2 separate regions of the Ovis aries genome follow, and region 1 is linked to region 2. Evidence: chromatin contacts called from public Hi-C data. All regions are on one chromosome and are shown on one strand. Each heading gives the region's core, a stretch centred on a gene start, on an enhancer-like site or on the middle of the called end of the contact. The rest is flanking DNA. Distances are from core to core; before and after follow the strand shown.

Region 1 (7,311 bases), core at 500-2,999, 210 kb before region 2:
AAGAGCAAGGGACATGGGAGCCAGCTCCAGGCCCCTGGTGGCCAGATGGGGGCCAATTTGCATATCAAAGTTAATAACGTGGATACTGACCTGCAGGAAGGGTTTGAAGTTGCAAAAATAGTAATAAATGCTATTGATCAAACTGATACATGATAAGTAACTCATGTGGCAATAAACAACACTTCTCTGAAGTTCCAAAAGGGCTTCTCTAGGACTTCCCAGGCCGTGCAGCGGTTAAGAATCGGCCTGCCAACGCGGAGGACAAGGGTTTGATTTCTGGGCCCGGAAGATCCCACATGCTGCAGAGCAGCTAAGCCCGGTGCCACAACTACTGGAATCTGCGCGCTTTAAGGCTTGCAACAGAGTATCTCCCACGCGACTAGAGAAAGACCTCGGGCAACAACGAAGACCCAGCACACCCGTGAATAAAATTATATATTTTTTAAAGGGTAGGGGTGAGGGTGGGGGCCTTCCCTAGTGTTCAGTGGCAAAGATCCTGCCTGCCAATGCAGGAGATGCGGGTTCGATCCCTGGGTCAGGAAGATCTACTGGAGGCGGAAATGACACTCGACTGCCGTCACCCTCTCTGCCTGCCTTTCCCGCACCCACCTTCCAAAGAGATTGGAACAGGCCACCCCTAGGGGCATCAGTTAACTCATACCTGACCTGTCCGCCGAGAGCCAGCTCACCACTTGCCCCAGTGAGCAGAGCACCCCCTTCCCCAGGGTTCTGAGCTCGCCTCTCCGCCGGGTACCTGCAAGGGGCAGCACTTCCCCGAGCACACGGGCGCTCCCCTCGCAGCCTCGGCTCTCCAGCACGGGACCCCGCCCCCCGTCCCTCCCGCTCCGGGTTCCGGAGGTCGGCGCCCGGCTCACCGAGGGGCAGCAGCGAGTGGCACAGCAGCGTGGCGGCCGTGCGGCGCAGGTGATAGGGCACGAAGGCGGCGTCTTCGCTGCCCAGCCAGCCGGACAGCAGGTTCTGCACCGTGAGCCCGGCCGAGTGGAACTCGGTCGGGGTGAACACGAAGCACACGGCGAACACCAGGTAGGCCAGCGTGAAGGTGACCTCAGGGCTGTCCATCGCGCCGCCGTCGCCGCCGGGAAACCGGCCCGGCGAGGCCCGCCACCCAGCGTAGCGAACCGGCCACAGCGTCCGGGTCCGGTAGGCGCCCGGCGGCGCGGGGCGCTCTGGGAAACGGAGTCCCTGCCCTCGGGGCACTCGCGGGGCGCTCTGGGAGATGGAGTCCCGCGGAGTATTTTGGGAAATGAAGTTCTCGAGCCCCTCGTTCGACACCCGCCCCCCCACACATCGCGAGCCGCCCCTACAGTTCTCGCGAGGGTTTGGCTCTTCCCCCACGACCCGCTTGGGGGCGGCGCTGCACTCGATCCCATTGGCCAGCTGGGGAAACTGAGACTCGGGGGAGAGGCTCTCGGGCCCTAATTTCCGCGCAGCTCAGGCGCGTCCGCACCAAAGCCCGGGATTCCTGGGAGACGGCGGGCTCCGCAGTCACCGTCCACCCGCGTGCGGCCTCCCCTCTAGGCGCGTCAGGAGAACCGCCTTTACTGAGGAATCCGGCGACCGCCGCGCCCAGCGTGCCCTCGCCCCGGAAACGAAACCTCCTAGTGGGCGTGGGCTGGCGTTCTGCCTCCCATTGGCTGTCGGCGCCCCGCGCCCCGCCCCAGCCACGCGCTGATTGGCCGCGCTCGCCAACCGTCGGTATTTGAATCGGCGGCGGGCAGAGGGGCTCCGGAACTCGGCACCTCCCACCCTGGGCTCCGCGCGGCGGCCGACAGGTAAGGGGGCGACGGCGGGGGCCCGGCTCGGGGCTCCGGTCCTGCCTCTTGCCGGGGCTTGGGGCTTTGTCGGCCTGGGTCTGCCTGCCGCGCTGGCGACCTCCCCGCCCCAGACCGGGGCCTATGCCGCCTCCGGCTCCGCCCTCCTCGCGGTCTGGGCCGTTCTCCCGCCGTCCCTCACTCCGCCGGCCCGGCCGCAACCGGGAGCAGAGCAGATGGGCTCCCACCCCCGCCTCCCGGGACGCCCGGTGATTCCGAGCCTGAGTCCACGCGCGCTCGCTGCCCTGCGCCCAGCGCTGGCCTCCCGATCCCCGCCCCTCTGGGTCCAGCCCCACCCGGACCCATCGCCGACTCCTGCCGCACCTGATTCGGCAGACCCCCCTCACCCTAGGTCGCCAGTCCCTCCCCGCCTCCCCGGCCAGCCCTCCTCTTCTCAAAAGACCCCTCCTCTTGAGCAGAAGCCCTCGTCATTAGCAGAAGCCAAACTCCGGAAGGCTGCAGTCATTGTTCTCCCACTTTCCCCAGGGCAAGGAGGAGGTCTGCCAAAAAGGCGTCCTGTCTGCTCTCCGTCCTGTGTCCTGCAGCCATCCAGCCCCCCTCCCCTGTTTACCCAGGTGTTCAGGCTAAACCTCAAGAGTGAGTGGCCCCTAGCTCAGGCTCATCTTTCCCGTCTCCGGACGCAGTGTGTGAGCCCGATGCCAAGAGGGACTGACCACGCCCCCTGGCCCAGTGCCAGAGCCTCTGACCCCACCCCCCACCCCCCTCCCCGCTTCCCTCCTACCCCTCCTGTCGTCCACAGGCAGCCCCTACCCCCAAGCCCTTCGAGGTGGCCTGTCACCCTGACCTCCCCTCTTTTAAAAGCCACCCTTTCTCCCGTGCCTCAGCCACCTGGCCTCCTCAACCACAGTCCCCAGGGTCCCCACCGCCAGCGAGTACCTGTAGTGCCCCCACGAGGCAAATGCCCAGTCCTCTGGTGACTCCTCAGTTGGGAGTGCCATGCCACTGACCATCGTGAGGGCCTCGGGAAGGAGGAATGAGACTCCCCTGGAACCCCTGGGCCTGATTGGAGGCCCCTGGTGGAGACACTCAGCTCCCCACAGGTGACTCCACACCTGCTGCCTGCTGCCTTCTCCACCTCCTCCTCGGCCATGCTGCTGGGCCCTATTGCATTTCTGTCCACGAACTGGGAGGCTGCTCCTCTTGATGGAGGGGCCCAGGCTTCCTCTGCCGCTTCAGTTTCATCACAGATCAGCCCTTATCTGTCTCTGAACTTTTACCCACAAAGTTCAAGTTGTTTTAATCACCTGAGCCTTCCCTCCTGCCCTATTAGCTGAAGGCTCCTCTGGCTCTTACTCCTGGGAGGTGGCAGCTCCCTTGGAGCAAGATGGGGACTGCCTGGCAGAAGACACACTGCCTGAGGTCTGACCCACCTGTGCCGAAGGGGGACATCTCCCTGCAGCACCATGGGTCAGCCCTGTCGCTGTCGCCTATGAGCGTCACTGCCCGCCTGACACCCAACTGCCCGCTTTTCCAGAATGAGTCTGCATATCTTCAGTGACGGAAATGTCACTGGTGACAAAAGTACAGAAAACTGCGACTTCCTGTTTTCACCACCGGAACTTACCGGAAGATCATCTGTTCTCCGTCTGTCACAGAAAGAGAATGTGCCCCCGAAGAGCACAGCCAAAGCTGTGAAGGTGAGCACGCTGGGCCCCTGCATTCGATCCGCCGTGTGTCCCACGAGAGGTCGCCCTGGCACCTGCTTTCCTGGCAACTTACTGCGCTGCCCAGGCAGGGCACGGTGCTGCCCGAGGGGCGTCAAAGACTTGAATTATTGAGCAGGTGCCCTCTTCTCTCCCCAACAGGTGACTTTTCAGACACCTCTGCGGGACCCACAGACACACAGGATCTTAAGTCCCAGCGTGGGCAGCAAGCTCGAAGCCTGTTTTGCTCTGGGCGACCCCACTGGGTTAGGAAACTGCCATCAAATCTACACCCAGAAAGAGAAGTAAGTGTGGGGTTGTCTGACGTGCTGCTGTCGGAAGCCTCCGGGATTCAGCAGAAAAGCTCTGTTCGCAGAGCCTGCCACACCCGGTTAGGCTCCTCCTGGGCTCTGCTGTGTGTCCTGCGTGGCCCGAAGCACCTCAGAAACCGTTTGTTGCTGGAAAAGTGAGTGATGGGACGGCGGAGGCACAGACTCCACATTCAGCTCCTCTGTTGGGCTCTTGCCAGCAGATGGATTGGTTTCTGTTCCTCTAACTTCATGAAGTGCCCTGGCGGACTCTCCAAAGGGGGTGCTCTGCAGCTGTGTTAGCACTCTTGGGGAATCTCCTGTGCTCAGCAGCAAGCCTGGGAGAGGGCTTACGGACATTCCTTGTTGCTAAAGGCATAGGAGCTGTCTGTTGGGTGATCCAGTTTGATGAATCAGATTGGAAACACTTGACTTTGACCAGCAGGAGCGTCTTTGCAGCCTCACCTGCCATTAGGTGTTTGGCTGGGTGTGGCGGTCAGCTCAGTGAACACCCAGGCTTTCCTGCCTCTTTCTAGAGATGGGGACCCTGGTGGCAGCTCTTCACCCCAAATTAGGCTGAATTTACCCAGCGAGTGCCCCCAAGGGACCCACTGAGTGCCCCCAAGGGACCCACTGAATCCAGCGTGGGAAGGGGCCTCACTAGCATAAAAGTCAGCCTCATTCTGACTTTTATCGACTTACATGGTTTAAAGCTTGCTTTTTCTTTTAAACTGACTTTAGATGTGCAGAGAAAGGTGTAAAAGCAGAATCTCTCCAGAGCACCCTTCACCTCACTCACATAAGACATCCCTGGGCTGCATTCCCACCTCCCCTTGGGTGGAAATTCCTCGCACCTGAATCCCCTCCACCCAGGTCTCCTCACTGCTCTTCAGCTGAATGAGAGTAGAGTGACTCGAATACTGTCTGCTCATCAGAGCCCACAGAGAGGGAGGCCAGGCTACTGAGGCGCCAGCTCTGAGCCGCTCCAGCTGCAGGGAGCTGGGGTCCTGCTTCTCCTGAAGGCCACGGCCTCCACCTGGCCTTCCTCGCCAGTGGGGAGCCTGAGCCTCGCGTGCACTGACTCTCCCTGATGACACAGCGGTCCCCAGCCGGAAGGGGGAAATGGGCTGCTGCGGGGAAGCCCAGCTCTGACCGCCGTTGGTCGGGTTTCTGCTCTTGTCCCCTGCGTCTCCGGGGCCAGCCAGCAATGACTTGTGGGAATGTTCTTGTGAAAGCTGGTCCCAAGGAGGGCGTTGACGCAATGCTTCTTATTTTTGTATTTAGTTAATGTTTTCACATGGACTAAAATCTAACTAAAGTCCTAACTGGTCCGTTAGTGTTAACTAAGTTTGTTTTCTGAAAAGTCAACAGTTCACCAAGGAAACAGACACCAAAACGACCCATGGAATTCTCCAGAAGCCAGTACTGGTCAACGCCGAGCCACCTTCAGAGGGCATGAGACCAGCCTCCGAAGACCAGCCTCCTGGTGGGCCCCCCTCAGCTCCCCTGGTCAGCCTGGGCCCCTCAAACTCTTCCCAGATACCAGAGAGTGTTGAAAACCCCGAGGCCTCCCGAGGACCAGCGCCCGGCAGCCCTGAGTGCACCCAGGAGGAGCACGTCCACCCTCGGCCCTCAGAGGAGAGCATGCCCTTCGGGCCCGCGGCTCCAGAACAGCCCCCCACGGTGGCGTCCCAGGACGCGGCAGAGGACCAACTCAGCACTACGGAAGGAGACTTGGAGGGGATCCCTGGTCCCCCGACTGGGCCCACCTCGCCCTCTGGTGCCCACCCTGGAGAAAAACCCCTCGTGGGCCTGCCTGGGGCGGCCCCAGCGGGCTCCGTGGACGCCACCGGCTGCGAGGACACGGCCCTGACTGGCCCCAGAGAGGCTGCAGGGGCCACACGCCCCGGTGCTCAGGCGGAGGAGGCCTGTGGCCAGGCCGCTGGCTCTCTGAGGAGTGGCCCCGTCCAGCTGGAGTTCGACTTCTCCGATGCCACCAGCAAAAGGTCGCCCCCACTGCGGAAACGAGGGAAGGTCCTGGGTCTCAAGCCCCCCTCAAGGAGACCAGAGGCGAGGCCCGGAAAGGCCCCCCTGGAGGCGGACAAGGGTTGCGAGCTCGCTCTCCGTGAGTCCGACGGCCCGAGCAGGGATGAGCCGGACGACCCAGACTGTAACCCGGCCACAGACAGTGGAGAGGCCCGGCCCCCGGAGCACCTGCAGAGCGGCCAGGCCGCAGAGGCCTTGTCTCTGAGCCGGTGAGCACGGGCTGGTGGTCCTCCAGGGCAGGCGTGAGACCAGAGATGTCGCGTGTCCCCCAGGTGGGGGCCCTGGGGACCAGCAGGGGAGCATCCCTTCACTGCGGGCACCCTGGGGACAGGTGGGGTGCTCGTGTAGTCCAGGAGGGCCGTCTGCGCCTCGGCCTCCCACCACCCGCTCCCAGGGGTGGGCTCGATGCTGAGCGTGGGCCTCAGCCTCCCGGGCTGGCTTCTGTTGCCATTTCCCAGCAGCCATAGGATTCACTTCCTTTTGCTTTTACTTGAGTTGAAACGACCTCAGGGCTGTCTGCCCACTCCTGAGGAGCGTGATTCTTGTGCAGGCAAGGTTGGGCGGGATGGCTTTGTGGGGCCCCCGATGCGGCCCTGAGCCTGGCTTCTAGGGGAGGGGTCGCAGGACCCCAGCAGCTCGGAGCTGGGGGTGGGCTCAGGCCCTGCTGACCCCGTCTCTTCAGGCCGGCGTGCTCAGATGACACACCCGGGACGAGGACGCCAGAAGCAGCGGGCGAGGTACGGGCGCAGCCACCACGCCTGCGGGCGCCGCTGGCAGAGGGAGGCTGGTGGGGAGGGCACGCTGCTCCCCTGCTGCCCTGCTCCCCTTGTTTCGGCCAGCCCTGCAGTGACCCCACGTCCCTTTTAGGGGGGGACCACAGGCTCTTCAGGGGGGTCGGCGCCCCTCAGCAGCCCAAGCAGCAAGCCACAGACTGCACACCCACCCCCCACCGAGAGCGAGCCGGAGCCCACCCTGGACCTGAGTGGGGAGCAGTTCCGGGACCCCGCGGAGGGTATGTGGTCGGCCGTCCTCAGCGCGGGAGGCAGCAGGCCGCCGAGCCGGGTGGGCTGTACGAACCGAGGTCCCTGGAGAGGGGGAGCCACCTGCCCCCAGAGACAGGCTGAGCCGCCTTAGTGCAGCCAGGGCCTTTCAGGGCAGGAGAGCTCGCGGGTCTCCGTCCCGTGAAGACCCCAGGCCTGAGGCAGGCAGGGCACGGGCCGAGGGTCTCTGGGGGGCTCTCTGTGGGGTCCTCACCGTGCCAGCGGGGCTGGGAGCCGGGAGGAGCCTCCCTCTGCCCCAGGGGCCCTGGCGTCACGTGTCCCTTCCTGTTGATGGCGCTTTGCCTCGGGTCAGGGTGAGTCGGGGCTTCTCTCCTGGCCGAGCAGCGCCCCCGCTGTGGATGGCGCCTCGTCTCCTTCCACTGCTGCTCTGGCCCTCGGGGATGAGCTGCCCGGAGCGCGT
Region 2 (6,785 bases), core at 702-3,201:
CCTGCTCAAGGGCAAACTTTGTGGCCAGGCTTAGATGGCAAAATGGCCTAAGCCCAAATGGCTTTTTCTTAAAGTTTGCCCGTGAACTCAGGACAAGTATGGTTAATAAATAGGTTGAGGGGGGAGGTGCAAACTTCCACCCACCCTAGGCCAGGTTCCTGGAGGGCTCTGCACCAGAGAAATGCTCTGCAGAAGGGAAAGGCACAACCAGACATCAGGGAGCGACCCCCCAACAAGCATATCCTAAGAGTACAGCTGCCTAGTTACAGCTAAGAGCTTCTGGGATCCAAAGACTCTTCGAAGACAGCTAAGTCAAGACACAACTGGAGGACATTTGTAACATAAATAAGTGGAAAAAAAAGATTACTATACAAAATTTATTTAAAAAAAATACTCCTACAAACTGGGAACTCCCTGTGGGTCGTGGTTAGCACTCCAAGCTTCCACCGCAGGAGGAACGGGAATCAAGATCCTAGCAGCTACCTGCTGCACCAACACATAGATAAACTATAGCTTTTAAAAGCGCCTATAAGACGATGAAAAAAAAACACAAAGAGGAAAACAACTTTTGGACAGACAATTCACTAGAAAGAACAGTGAACCAACGCGGGAAGCCGCATAGGAAGGGAACCGAATGCGATCCAGCAGTGAGCATTAAACCACGGCGGGGGCCGCCTGCCGGATGCATCTGTCAAAGGTGTTACCGGAAGCAGGCAGACACACCCACACCCCTCACACAAAACTCACACCACACCGCGACGTCCAGCTCAAAGCAGGGAAAACCCAACTGGACGGCTGGAGAAGGCACATCCAACGCACACGTCGCCAAGCAGAGCAGGGAAGCGGTCCCCTCTCAAGGGAGCGGGCGGAGGGGAAGGGGGCTCCGGACGCAGCCTTCTTCTGCTCCCTAGGCAGCGTGAGGACAGGCGGGTTGCCGTGTGGCTGGTAAGCGGATCAGCTGCATTCCTGTGCACGGTAGATGCTGAAGCTCCGATACTGTGGCCAACTGTACGCGAAGATGTGACTCACTGGAAAAGACCCTGATGCCGGGAACGACTGAAGGCAGGAGAAGGGGACGACAGGGGCTGAGACGGCTGGACGGCACCACCGACTCGAGGGACAGGAGTCTGAGTGAACTCCCGGAGCGGGCGATGGACGCGGGGGCCTGCGGTGCCGCAGCCCGCGGGGTGGCCGAGAGTCGGACGCGACTGAGCGACTGCGCTGACCCGGGCGTTAGACGCTCCGTCCACGACCGGACACGAACCCGCCGCCGCCGACGCGCGCGGGAGAGGCGCTGAGACGGGGCTGGAGGGCGCGCAACGAGGACAGCGCCTCAGCGCCGTGAGGAGCTTATTTTGCGCGAAAAGTGACATAACGTGCCGTTAAGAAGGAAGAAAAACGAGGCCAGACCCACTGAGGAGAAAGAAGCGAAGAACGGGTGTGTGGCGAGAGCCCGGCGCGCCAGCTGACCCCGCCGGGCGGAGACCCCGGACGCGGAGGCCCGAGGCCGGCGCCCCGAGGCCTCCGCGCGCGCAGGGCCGAGCAGGGGGCGCGGCCCGCGGGGCCGGGGGCACGAGGGCCGCGAGCGGAGGGCGGAGGCGGCGGCGCGCGAGGGGCCGCGAGGGCCGGGCTCTGGCGTCCGCGCCGCCGCGCGCCTCACCTCGTCCACCGTGCGGCGCGGGAGGTGCAGCGTCCCGAGCAGCAGCTTGAGCTTCACGGCCGACGAGAGGCCGTGGAAGCAGAGGCGGATGTTGTCGATGACCGCGGCCGTGAGCAGGGACGCGATGCTGGGCGGCGCCCACAGCTCGTCCGTGGCCCCCAGCTTGTTGTGCAGCCACAGGCCCGTGTCGCTCTCCCGCATGGACGCCATCTTGGGGGGAAAAAAGCCGAGCGCCGCCGAGCCGGCATCTTATGAGGACACCTACGCGCCCGCGGCGAGGACCCCCAACATGGCGGCGCCCGCCCGGCGCGCCGCGGTGACGTTGCCGGCGGGGCGGGGCCTCGGCGAGGCGCGAGGTCCTCAGGCCGGCGTCCGTAAGGAAACAGGAAGGCGCCCGCCCGGCGCGCCGCGTGACGTCACCGGAGGGCGGGGCCTCGACGAGGAGCTTCGTGGCGGCGCGAGGTCCTCGCGGCGGCGGCCGTAAGGTAACATGGCGGCGCCTGCGGCCGGGCCTCCCGGGTCGCGGAAGATGACGTCATGCGGGTGTGGGCGCGGCGGCCCGGCGGCGGCGTCGCTACTCCGGGCTGTGGAGTGGCCGGCGGGCGCGGCCGCGCGGCCCGGCCCCCTCCCCGCGGGACGGGCCCCCGAGGGCGGCCGCGACCCGGGTCCCGCGCCGCTCGGCGCGAGGCTGTGCTGGCCGGGAGTCTCCGCCCAGCCGGGGCGGCCGGGGTCCAGCCCGCGCCCGTCCAGCGCGTGCGCGCGAGCCCCCCGCCGCGGGCCTGGCGCTGCCCCAGCTGCCGGGGACGCGGGGGCAGCTTGTCCTGCCCGAGCCTCCGCCCTGGCGGCCCCGGGGAGGCGGGCGGGCGCGCGCTGCGGCGCGGGGCCCGGTGCGCAGAGCGCTGCGCGCCGCACGGCCGGCCTGCGGGCCCCTGGCCAGCGTCAGGGCGCAGCCCCGGGGCCCGAGTGTAGGTGCCCTTCCAGGCGGTGGGCGCCCATCTGAAAGGGAGTCGGCCCTGCCTGGTGGGTGCTCAGGGCGGCGGTTCTGAGCGCCCGTAGGCGCCAGCCAGCCTCGGGCCGGACCTCGGGCTGGGCGGCCCGGGGAGGGAGAGCTCCTCTCGGCGCAGACTTGCCTTCCGTCTGCCCCGCCCCGCCGGAAAGAGGCCCTGTGGCCCAAGCGCCCCAACTCTGCCCTCTGGGCCACAGCCTCCAGCCTTGCCCCTTCACCCAGACCCCTGGGGGGAGAGGTCGGCGGGTCCATCACACCCTTCCCATCAGGGCCAGCTGGCCTCCGGGTCGCCTGCATTGCGGGCGGACTGCCGCTGAGTCACCAGATGTTCCAGCTACCTGGTCTCTGTTACAAAACTTCTGTGTATCCTGGCTTCTCCCTTACCTCTCGGGAGCAGTCTCAGGGTTAGCTGAGACGCTGTGTCCTGCACTTAAGTCCTCAGTTTTGTCTACCAAATAAAACATAACTTTCAAGTTGTACTTTTTTTTCCAGTCCACACCAGCATCTTATTTTAGCTGTTTCAAGTTACGGAAAGTCTGTAGAAACCATTTCAAATAGGCAGTCCTAAAACAATTACTCGTAAAGTGTATGTGTGTGTGAAAGTCGCTGGGTCGTGTCCGACTCTTTGCAACCTCATGGACTGTGTGGAATTCTCCAGGCCAGAATACTGGAGTGGGTAGCCTTTCCCTTCTCCAGGGGATCTTCCCAACCCAGGAATAAACCCAGGTCTCCTGCGTTACAGGCGGATTCTTTACCAGGTGAGCCACGAGGGAAGCTGATTACTCCTGAAGAGTTCATCTAAAAGCTCTTCCTTCATTGACATTTACTTAGAAGCTTTGACTCTGCCTCTGAGCACCAGAAGAAAGGTTTGCATGGGTCCTGCCCTATTTGAGTTTTATCATCTCAAGTTATCTTTGTTGCTGACAAATTTTGTAACAGGAATCATCAGATCTTAAAATTTGACTTCTAGTTCTGCTTTACTGACTATGCCAAAGCCTTTGACTGTGTGCATCACAATAAACTGTGGAAAATTCTGAAAGAGATGGGAATACCAGACCACCTGACCCGTCTCTTGAGAAATCTGTATGCAGGTCAGGAAGCAACAGTTAGGACTGGACATGGAACAACAGACTGGTTCCAAATAGGAAAAGGAGTACGTCAAGGCTGTGTATTGTCACCCTGCTTATTTAACTTCTATGCAGAGTACATCATGAGAAATGCTGGGCTGGAAGAAATACAAGCTGGAATCAAGATTGCCGGGAGAAATATCAATAACCTCAGATATGCAGATGATACCACCCTTATGGCAGAAAGTGAAGAGGAACTCAAAAGCCTCTTGATGAAAGTGAAAGAGGAGAGTGAAAAAGTTGGCTCAACATTCAGAAAACGAAGATCATGGCATCTGGTTCCATCATTTCATGGGAATTAGATGGGGAAACAGTGGCAGACTTTGTTTTTTGGCGCTCCAAAATCACTGCAGACTGGTGACTGCAGCCATGAAATTAAAAGATGCTTACTCCTTGGAAGAAAAGTTATGACCAACCTAGATAGCATATTCAAAAGCAGAGACGTTACTTTGCCAACAAAGGTCCGTCTAGTCAAGGCTATGGTTTTTCCAGTGGTCATGTATGAATGTGAGAGTTGGACTGGGGAAAAAAGCTGAGCGCCAAAGAATTGATGCTTTTGAACTGTGCTGTTGGAGAAGACTCTTGAGAGTCCCTTGGACTGCAAGGAGAGATCCAACCAGTCCATTCTAAAGATCAGTCCTGGGTGTTCTTGGAAGGACTGATGCTAAAGCTGAAACTCCAATACTTTGGCCACCTCATGTGAAGAGTTGAGACATTGGAAAAGACTCTGATGCTGGGAGGGATTGGGGGCAGGAGGAGAAGGGGACAACAGAGGATGAGATGGCTGGATGGCATCACGGACTCGATGGACATGAGTCTGAGTGAACTCTGGGCGTTGGTGATGGACAGGGAGGCCTGGCGTGCTCCCATTCATGGGGTTGCAAAGAGTCGGACACGACTGAGCGACTCAATCACCACCAATGTGATGAGAAGCCTGCACACCACAATGACTGCAACGAGAGAAAACCCACACGCAGCAACAGAGACCTAGGACAGCCAAGAATGAAGATAAATCCCGGATTATGTGGTCCTGAAATCCATTTGAGTCTTAGCCAATTAGCTCTCTTAGCAATTAATTTTGGCAGGACCACATACCTGCAGTACACACATGCTCATGGATTCCTACCAACAGAGACCCTGTAGCTTTGAAACCAAGCAGGACCCCGTGGGGCTCCTGGACACACATCCTTCCTGTGTCCCCTTGACTACAGGTTGCCTCATGACGCGCCCCCCACCCCCACCCGTCAGAGTTCTCAGGGCGTTAGTGGTGGTGGCCCTCTCTGCTCAGCAAAGCGATGAAACTTTCCTGCTTCACTTAGAACTCTCGTCTCCAAGATTCAGCCCAGTGCTGGTTCACAGAGACTGAGTTTCGGCATCACTTCGCATCCCCAAATTTCATCCGTGAATCAGGTACAGTAATACAAAACCCATCGGTGGCAAAAGAGGCTGGTTGCCCTGGCGGCCTAGTGGTTAGGATTCCAGGCTCTTCCTGCCGTGGCCTGGGTTCAGTCCCTGGCCTGGGAACTGAGATCCTGCAAGCCTCATGGTGTGGCTAAAAAAAAAAAAGAAGTTGGATTCAAATTGGGTTTCTGACCGATAGAGCAAACAAAGGTCCCCTGTTTAGATGGCGAAGGTCTTTTCACTAATACTCATGGAGAAGATACAAGCGTTGTCTTGTCCTTGACAAATCAAGTTTCAAGTTACCTATCCCACTTTTGTTTCTCTCTTTTGAGAAGAGTTACTTTCCTGAAATTTGCAGTTTCAAAAGGTGGTCCAGATAAGTGTTTCTGGAGAAGACCAAGTGGGCCATTGACATATCAGAAGCAGAGGAGGAAAAAGGCAAGTTCTAGGAGTAACTTCAGTTCCCTGAAGGCCACAATATTAATATGTAATATATATATAATATATTTAAGCCTCAGGCTAAGTAAGGGAAGTCTGAGGAGCGGTAAAAAGACTGATGGGCTTTGAGCTTTCTGGAGCCTCATCTCAGTCCTGTAAAGACTAGATGTGTGAAATAAGGACAGCTCTTTTAATTCATCAAAGAATGGGGTGGCCACTTCAGGGGAAGTGATACCAAAGTGCTGACATACCTGTGCACCTGCTGGCACGGCGCATCGCTCAGTGGCTCGGGCGTGTCCGGCCCTTTGCGACCCCCTCGGGCGTGTCCGACCCTTTGCGACCCCCTCGGTCGTGTCCGGCCCTTTGCGACCCCATGGGCCGCAGCACGCCAGGCTTCCCTGCCCTTCACCATCTCCGAGTTTCCCAAACTTCTGTCCATTGAGTCAGTGACGCCATCCAACCGTCTCATCCTCTACCACCCCCTTCTTTTGCCTGCAGTCTTTCCCAGCATCTGTTTTTTCCCCAATAAGGTCGCTCTTCGCATCAGCTGGTCAAAGTATCGGAGCTTCAGCTTCAGCATCAGTCCTTCCAGTGAACACTCAGGGCTGATCTCCTTCAGGATGGACTGGTTTTGTCTTGCTGTCCAAGCGGTGCTGGAATGCTTCACTTTCCCTCATGCAGCTTAGCGGAGAAGGCAAAAAAAAAAAAAATTCTCCCAGGCTCTGAATATCAGCTACGTTTAGTTCAGTCAGACCAGTAGCCTTTGACCTTGGTAATCTACTTACAAAAACCTAAGAGGATCCTCAGTTCAGTTCAGTCTCCCGCTTTGCAGGCAGATTCTTTACCAGCTGAGCCACCAGGGACGCCCAAGAATCCTGGAGTGGGTGGCCTTTTCCTTCTCCAGCGGATCTTCCCGACCCAGGGATTGAACCCAGGCCGCCCTGTTCCTGGGAGCTGAATTAATTCTGTCTGTCCTTTCACTACCAGAGGGTTTATTCAGACCATCTAGCAACTTTTTTTTTTCCAACTTAAGCAAAACTTAACAAACCGGCCACTCCTGTTTCCCTGGGCCTCCTTCCTCGTCCTCCTGGGTCCCCGACTAGGAAATGCACCAGCCCAGAAAGGCTACAGGTCAAGTAGAAACTGCTTGAAT

What was found. A called contact is a pair of places that touch in the nucleus more often than the background predicts.
Region 1: a Hi-C map of muscle shows a contact between it and region 2, with 4 times the contacts expected there. The contact joins the promoter of TACC3 here to the promoter of NELFA in region 2. A contact is called at or near these places in 4 of 16 Hi-C or Micro-C datasets (hypothalamus, liver, muscle and 1 more).

The regions. Positions count from the first base shown.
Region 1 is chr6:117,515,723-117,523,033 of ARS-UI_Ramb_v3.0, reverse strand. It overlaps TACC3 (transforming acidic coiled-coil containing protein 3), which reads left to right and starts at 1,749. Exons shown (of 15, transcript XM_042251751.1): 1 at 1,749-2,893; 2 at 3,328-3,490; 3 at 3,659-3,801; 4 at 5,169-6,059; 5 at 6,533-6,587; 6 at 6,718-6,862. The coding sequence starts at 2,790. It overlaps TMEM129 (transmembrane protein 129, E3 ubiquitin ligase), which reads right to left and starts at 3,367. Exons shown (of 4, transcript XM_042251752.1): 1 at 3,224-3,367. The coding sequence starts at 3,242.
Region 2 is chr6:117,302,895-117,309,679 of ARS-UI_Ramb_v3.0, reverse strand. It overlaps NELFA (negative elongation factor complex member A), which reads right to left and starts at 1,951. Exons shown (of 11, transcript XM_027971311.3): 1 at 1,661-1,951. The coding sequence starts at 1,870.